Linked DNA regions of Dromaius novaehollandiae: region 1 is linked to region 2. The links are chromatin contacts, called in public Hi-C maps. All regions are on one chromosome and are shown on one strand. Each heading gives the region's core, a stretch centred on a gene start, on an enhancer-like site or on the middle of the called end of the contact. The rest is flanking DNA. Distances are from core to core; before and after follow the strand shown.

Evidence for each region. Hi-C and Micro-C count contacts between places; a contact is called where the count stands out from the background.
Region 1: a Hi-C map of ovary shows a contact between it and region 2, with 3 times the contacts expected there. The contact joins the enhancer-like site here to the promoter of ZPBP in region 2.

Annotation. Positions count from the first base shown.
Region 1 is chr2:64,644,023-64,648,115 of bDroNov1.hap1, forward strand. It overlaps IKZF1 (IKAROS family zinc finger 1), which reads left to right. Exons shown (of 7, transcript XM_026102319.2): 7 at 1-1,062. The region is part of intron 4 of FIGNL1 (fidgetin like 1); the gene reads right to left. Among named protein-coding and RNA genes, the nearest start is that of FIGNL1, 20 kb to the right of the region's middle. Within about 2 kb of position 1,574, at least 1 of the 2 cell types and tissues checked has open chromatin away from gene starts, as enhancers often do.
Region 2 is chr2:64,490,868-64,494,946 of bDroNov1.hap1, forward strand. It overlaps ZPBP (zona pellucida binding protein), which reads right to left and starts at 2,765. Exons shown (of 8, transcript XM_064505474.1): 1 at 2,684-2,765. The coding sequence starts at 2,765. SPMIP7 (sperm microtubule inner protein 7) reads left to right here and starts at 3,531. Exons shown (of 11, transcript XM_064505476.1): 1 at 3,531-3,536; 2 at 3,961-4,008; 3 at 4,010-4,079. The coding sequence starts at 3,531.

The DNA.
Region 1 (4,093 bases), core at 324-2,823, 150 kb after region 2:
TTCTACTGCTCTTAGATTTAGGCCACTATACATGCCACGCCGTAATTTTTTTTACACTTCATTTTGGGGGAGAGCTGATTTGGGAGGTTGTTTGTTTTGAACTAAAATAAAATCAAAAAAACCCCAGAAGTAAAACCACATTCATTATTCGTGTAAACAGGCATAGCTCCAGTGGAGTTTAAAACTGTCTTGGACTTAGCCTTTAAGTATGGGTTGAAAAAATATTGGTATTTTAAATATCATTTCTGATTACTGGATGGATTCACTGCCTTGGCATTTGTATGCACACATGCACGTGTGTGCCTGAGGTTCTGTGTCACTTTTCTTGTTGACATGCACATGCCAGTATCTGTGGTTGTGTGTATCTTTTTTTTTTCTTTTGTATCTATCTATCTATCTGTATATAGAAAATGGTTTGTACCACATGATGATGCACTGTCAGTTGCAGTGGATTTGTTTCCTGGGTCTGGAGTTTTCCTATTTATACTATAACACAATATGTTGATGTTGTATATTAAACAGTACAGTAGTATAAGTAAATTTATTACGATACAGTGTATCAGAGGGTATAGGCAGGAGCAAACAAAACAGCATTCCTTGTTTGTAAAGGGGCTCTTTTTTGTTGTTGTTTTGGTTTGGTTTGCACAAAATCATCTTCAAATTATTTGGCAACAAATGTTTCAATAATTTTATTTATGAACATGTGAGGAAGGCATGAAAATATGCTGTTTTTGTGTGTACATCTAAAAAAATTGTGCCCTTAGAAAACTAGTTTAGTGTTATCTCCCTTTTTCTCTCTTATGTGCTGGTGCAATACCCTATATGGTTTAGCTCAACCCTAAAAGGAGTGAATATGATGAATGGCTTTAAGTTTATATCTGTTTTTAAAAAGAACTGCTTCCCAACCCTTCCCTGGCACTGCCTTTTCTAATAGAAAAGTTGTATTTACACACTTTTTTTTTTTTGCTGTGATTTTATATTGTAACTTCATTTTTCTTTGAGAACATTGTATTTAAAAAAAATCAAGCAAATTTCATAAAAATTTGAAATGCAATTAACTTATGTCTGCAAAGTGAGATGTGTCTTTTAAGACAAGAGAGGATGGAGCCCCCTCGGTGCCGGCCTGACGCAGCCGTGGGCCCGTGGTGGGGGGGACGTGCCCACCCCAGGGCAAATCCTGGTGGCTTCAGCGCTGCTGCCTCTCTGGCAGGGTCCTGGGGGCGGCGTGGGGGGCCACAAGCAGGAGGGGTGAGTGGTCTCACCTAGAAGGCGACTGTGCTTGCTGGAAAGGGAGAATAATTAAAAGCGAACAAACCAAAAGAGGTGCATTCAGCTTCTTTTGCAGACTAGTTGGGTTTGAGAAGCCTTTGAGCTCTTTTGCCACAGGACACAAGGAAGGGGCCACCTACAGCTGAAGCAAGATGCAGGGACAGGAAAATGTTATGGTCTGGTGCAGCAGCCCCGAGCTGCCACTGTCTGCATGTGGGAGTAGCTGAAGAGCAAATCCTAAAGCTGCTGCAGCCTCGCCACCGTGCCCCCGGCCACAAAAGCCACACTGCTGCTGCAAGTGGCTGCTGCACGCTGCTGCCTGGCCAGGGCTCTGCTCTAGCCTCTCGCCCAGGAGCAAGGCAGGGTCACTGCAGGATGCAGCTACTCCTGCTTGCAGAGTCACGGCAATTCAAAATGCACCACGGAGGAATTACCTCTACTACCTACTGTAACAAAGATGATTTCTCTGTGTCTCTGGCTCTTTCAGGGTCCATCACAGGCAATTTCCTAACACACGGTTAAGGGAAACAGGGATCATTGCTTTGTTTAGCAAAAGCACAGTTTATAAAGTTTTAGAAACACTTTTGTTAGTAACACTTTATGAACAAAATGAGATGAAAGAAAAATTTTCTAATGGTATTATAATCATTAATTCTAACAAGTTCCCCAAAATCTAGATTTTTCCCAAGTTATTGTGATACAGATTGATCATAAACTATAGCCACTCTTTAAGAAGAGAGGTTTTAATGTACTAATTTTTTGTGCACCATAATAGATAGCTTTTAGTAAAATGAACTACAAAATTCTGTTTCAGCAGAAACGATCGATGTTATTAAATCCTGGAACTTCAGTAGAGACATCCACAGATTTAAATGAAAGGTTGTGCAGCTAAAAACATATCCTGCGTATCTATTATGTTTCAAAGACTTTCTTTGTAATCATCTTTATTGGTATTTTTTGCTAGCCCCTTATCTTGATTAAATTGCATTGGAAATTGCTGTAGGTGCAAAGACGTGAAGTATTACGTAGATGCAAACATACAACTATGAGGAGTGAGTATTTTCAGCCTTGTGCCCCCAAACAGGCTTCGCAATCGGCACATAGGCATCGAAACATCAAACCAGTAGCTAAACATGTTCAGCAACCAACATTTTCTAATCAGTCTTTGCAAGCAAGATATACACTAAAACACCCCAGATTCTCTTAGTAGATATCAAAATAAGAACTCAGAGCCAGACTTGGAGCACATAGATCTGATAACGCAACACTTTCCTATTTTTTTCTGTGTAGGAAAAAAATGCATGCAGTCAATATTTTATTAGGGGAAAACTGGTGAGCAACAATGAGAATATCACATTGTTTCTGGCAGCTTGTGAGCAGAGCTGGTCAAAAGTATAGGAGAGAGAGAAAAGGTTTCACTGAAAGGTTCAAGTTTTCAGGAGCTGTGGCAAACTGAAAGCTGAAAATGCTGCAACTAGAAATGAAAATATTTGATTTCTGAAAAATCTGTTCCTGTTTTGTCTGGAGAGTTGGTGCTCCAGGGCATCTGTATCTGCTATGGGCCAACTAAGCCCTGTCTTCCATCAAGAAACAATCTGCAGCCTGGCTGGAAGGAAAATGGTGCATGAGAGCAACTTCTGGCCCTGATGCATCATTAAAGCCAAAAAAAGTTAACTGGGGAGACATGGCCTGCAGAAGGCAGTGGAAGTCTTCATTTAAAAAGGAGTCTCCTCATCCATTTCACATATAGAAAAGCCAGCGTTTTAAATTTTTGGCCCACCTTTTCCATTAGTTGCATAGGCCTTGAATTTTCAGGGCTGCTGAGCATACAATTCTCATTCAAATCACCGGGAGCTACAGACACGTGGCACTTCTGAAAATCCTGCCACAGGTGCCGAGAGATGGATATTCAAAAAAAGGAGGGCCAAACTTTATCAGAATTTCTTTGAAAATGGGATAGCTTTTTCTCCTCAGAAATACAGGAGTGAGATATCCAAAGCCAGGCTTCAGACAACAGGAATTCACAGGCCCTTATGCATCATGTTTATACAAACATGGTGAAATATTTGGGTGAAATTATACTCCTCGCTGAACGAACAAACCCCTATTAACTGCAGTGAGACTTTGCTGAATCAAGCATTTAGCCTTATAATTTTTTCTTTGTTTATTTAAAGTAACAGCTCACTGCTTTAAAGGATGTCCCAGGTCACAGAATGATTCCCAGTTTTATCTGTCCCAACCACACATATTGAACATGCGAGTGATAGAGGGCAGCTGCTGCTGGTTCTGCTGCTGGTGGCGGCTGCAAATCACACAAACCAACGCCTTCCTGTCCCTTGGGAGAGAAGTGAAGGTTCTGGTTTATAAGCAGTTAGACAAAAAAAAAAAAAATCTACACCTTGCAGCAGACAGTAAGCCTGGGGCTGGTGGGGTGAGGAAGTTAATCAGCACCAAGCAGGCTGTTCGGGATGAGGCCAAACAGATGGCTCGTCTCTGAAACGGCAAAACGGGAAGCAGATGTGGCCACTGCTTCTCCCCATGCATAACTGGGAACCAGCCGGTTGGTGAGGAAATTTGCATAACAAGGATAATTTGGTATCAAAACTGTCCCTAGAAGTGATCTGAATGGATCTGGGCACAGCTGACAGTTTTCACTTCTTGTTTCCCACTCAGTGTTCAACCAGATTAAATTTTAATTTTGAACCTACTGTTTGCCTGAGGTTGCTCTTTGGTATTTTCTAGGGAAAGCTATGATGCAGGCAGGGGCTTGTCAAGTCTGTACCGAAGCTTTCAGGGCCAAAATCCTCATCTCCGTTAAGTTGGT
Region 2 (4,079 bases), core at 1,515-4,014:
GTCATATCTTTCCACTATGATACATACTCCCTTCAGATGGCTCAGAAAAGCCAAATGTAATTAAGATATTTTAAGAAACATGCTCTACATTGTCCTCAAAGAGTTTAATTATTCACTTAAAGAAAAACATGTGAACCTAAACTGTCAGCATTAGTAAATGGAAAACGAAAGAAAAGAAAAATCTTTAAAGAAAAAGGTTCATATGCTTTACTTCAATCGAAGCTCGGACCACATGAATGACTCATAAATTGCAATAAATGCCTTGTCTGGAGATCACAATGCCTATTATACCCAATAAAGAAAACATAAAACAGAAGAAATACTGGGACAGCAATGTTTTAGTAAATATATGCTGAAAACCTGCTTATAGCTTTCCCTCCTTGTCAGTGAGTAAATGAACTTTAAGCTTCACCTCTAATCTTACTCATGGAAAAGACCTTAAATTTATGAAGAAATTAGTGAAACTCAATCATAACCAGATGGGAGAATCAAAAGATCTGCATACATATGCACACCAACGTACAAATTAATCTAATTTTACCAGACTTCCATTCAAGAAAGCCTATGAGATGGAGCTTGCTCACAACTCAAAACCTCACTAAGGAGCAGAGACCGTCACGTCAGGGCATTCCCAGCGCTGGAGCTGAGAGGCTGTGCAACCAAATTTCCCAATCGGTGGCAGCTGACCGCTGCAGTTATGCGCTGTGGATAAAGATCAGCAATATTATACCACAAGTGTGCAGTCTGGATGTCCTTGTTCAGGACTACTTCAGCACTTCACAGCCTTTTCAGCAGAGAGATACAGGGAGCTCTTAGAGCCCAGCAGCAACGTTACCAGCGACTCGCTGCCGACGCAGCTCACAAAGTGTTTGACTCCCTCAGGCACGAACCCTCCTTAGTACCTCGAAAGGAGAAACGTCCCTCTCTCTCACGCTCACTGTGCCTTTTTGAGGAAAAACATTACTTGGATAATCCTTTCGTTTCCATCTCCGCCTCCACATAAGGAAAGTAAAATTAATCCCAGTGGTGTATATGAGGGGGAAAAGCACGAGCAGATTTAGAAGAGAAAACGCAGGGAAAAGCTGAATGTAAACTGGCACAGCCTTCCTGGCCAAGTCCCGTGTCACGAGGCAGCGCATCTGCACAACCACCCCAAAGGGCCACGCAGAGTCAGCGCCGGCGGCCTCAGCCAGGGACGCACGTGTGGCGTGTAAACAGTGAACGAACGGGGGCAGGGACAAAGGCCAACGCGGGCAGTGAGCTCGGGGACGCCTACGGCAGCCACCCCCGCCTGTCCACCCGGCGCAGGCACGGAGACACGGCCGAGCACGCTACCTGCGGCGGGTGCCCGCAGCAGGACGAGCACGAGCGCGAGGAGGTGGCCAGCGGCGGCCGTTGCCCCGCGGCGGGGCCGCGCCCCTCCGCGCGCCGCGCGCCACATCCCCCTCACCAAGCCGCCCGCGCCGCCCCCCGCCGGCCGTTAGCGGCCCCCAACGGGCGCCGTTGCCGTGGGGACGAGCGCGGGCCGGGCCGCGGCTGCGGAGAGGGGAGGTGGGGCGCTGCCGCCTCCGGCCTTCCCTGCCGTGACCTGCGGCGGGGCTTTCCCAGCCCGGAGAGCCGGGCTCTGGCCAGAGCGGGTAGGGGCCGGCTTTCACATCCTCAAACCTCAGGGAAACATCTGTGGCGGCAGCAGGTCCGCCCTACATCCTCCCAGCCGCCTGCTTGTACATGGTGAATCCCGATCCAGTAACGCCGAGGCACTTCGGTGTGCACCGTGGAGACCCCCCTCCCCCCCCCCCCCCCCCCCGCCCAGGGCTTGCGATGGGCACCCTGACCCAGAGAGTGCACTTGGGGGTGGCAGAAGGCACGGGGGACTCGCTTCATGCTCGGTGCAGTTGTTCCTCTAAAAAAAGATAGAAGTTTCCATTGCAAAACCGAAGAACTGTGCTGATCTAGTCAATGTTAAGGGCATTTATAGCCGTGGTCATGATCACACTGCAAAAAAGGCAGTTAAAGTGGGATCCCAGGAAGTTTGCATGTTTCTGTGGCCCTAAAGATAGTTAATTCCTGATAGGTTAGAGAAGGGAATTCTGCATCAGAAAATTTGGTATGTTCTAACTGTGCCAGGGAAGAAAAATAGCTGCTTACCTCCAAGAAAAAAAAAAAGCCTGTTCCATAGGAATCGGAGGGCAAAGTGAAAGGTAGACATCTGGTTAAAAATAGTAGTTTAGGCATATCACCAGCTCCTCCAAATACCTCTTTAAAGCATGAATTGCTTCTGAAAATTGTCAGTAGAAATAATAAAGCCTTGCTTGGCCAGTTTGCCCCCCAGGATAATCTGGAAAGAATTTCTGTCACCAAAATCCAGGAAGACGTTTTAATTATATTCCACTCGGCAAAATCAATGCAACAAAACATGAATAATCCTCGGATGCTTCTCCATCTTGTGCCTTAGCTGGGTCCCATGCCATAGTCTCTCCTGCCTTCACTTTCTAAAGCTTTCTAGGAGAAAGTAAGCAGTGGGGAAAAGGTTGATTTGAAACACTGGATGTTATTTCTAATGTATTAACTGGATATATTTGGTATGGAGATTACAGAGTGTAAGTAAATATAGACTCCAATGTGGCATTTTGAAGGCTCGTTACAGGCAAAAGCCAAACTTGTTAAGTATCTTTTCACTAACCTGAATACAGTTCTGTGATAGAAAGCGAACACAAGATGTGCTTTCGTATTGCTGGCTTAGCCTTGTGATGCTGGGACTGCATGTTGTCAGCTGTGCCTTTCTACCCGTTTTGGTTCTTGTGACCTATATAAAGAAAGCTGTCTTAGTAATAAAGGAAGCTTTTTTATTGTTTTTTTGCTTCATCAACAAACTACTCCAAAGGGAAACCACCGCGAATTCTAAGTTATGGAGCACAATTTGTTATTTTTATAGACCTGTACTGTAATAAATGTTAGGCCAATTTCTGATCTTGTGTTGATCAAGAACAAGTTAGGAATTCGGTGAAGTTACATCCATGCGAGACTAACGTAAGTGAGAGAAAGATCAGGCCTTGTGCATATAATTTATCCTAACATGGCCATAAAGTAAAGGCCCTGTAATCTGAATTGAACTGTCCAGATAAACATAGCTTGATTTTTTTCAAAGTGCCAAACCTTTGCAGGTGGCACTGAAGTCATGCAGAGAAGACGTCTGTAAATGTGACCACTTTTGTTTAGATTTCTTAATAAAGATGATCCCAGAGCCTGGGATTACGAAATGAGTGCTGCGTATTCTGACCCGAGCCTCTAATGGATTTGCCAACCCAAGAGAACAAATGGTAAAACTCTGGAGGAAATTAAGCAGCATGGAAGATTGTGAAGTCACGTGTGTAAATGTGATTTACTTACTCCAGGTAGTAATTATAATTTTTCTATATCTGCATTTATGTGCCATTGTATTTGATAGATTTTTTGTGTTAAATATATTTCAGTGCAGTTCATATTTTTTGTCTAAATATGAATGGACTAGCTTATTTTAAAATAGTTCGATGAAGGTACTGTATCATTCTTGGAAAAATTGAAAGTTGCTTAATTTTGGCTGTCATAGACGAATAAGTAGTTGTAGTGTCATTTCAAGTTGCTAACTATGTTCCCTTGAAGGACTAGATTAGTGTGGTACCTGTGAACCATGTTATATACCATGAAACATCTCATTGTGAGGTGGTTTGTCTTGTTACCAAGCAACAAAAAAGATTCTGTTCATTTGAGAGCTTCATTCTTTTTTGTACCCTACCTGATAAATCTCTTTTCAGGAGAGAAGTCACTATTTAAACCGCTGCCTTGCTCTTTTATGGTTTCTTTGCACTGATCTTCTGGACGATGACCTCTAGTTTTACTGTGGTTTATTAGATAGGACTTCAGAAAACTGAAGAAATGGGAGTGGAGTCTTTTAAGTTTGCTGCTATATAAGAACGACAGAAGAGAATGACCATGGTTTCCCATGGAGCTGAAAGGCAGTAAGGTGCCTTTTACAAAGTCTCATATGTCAGCTAAAGCACTTAACAAGATGGATCGCCAGCAGTATCGAAATCTGTTAA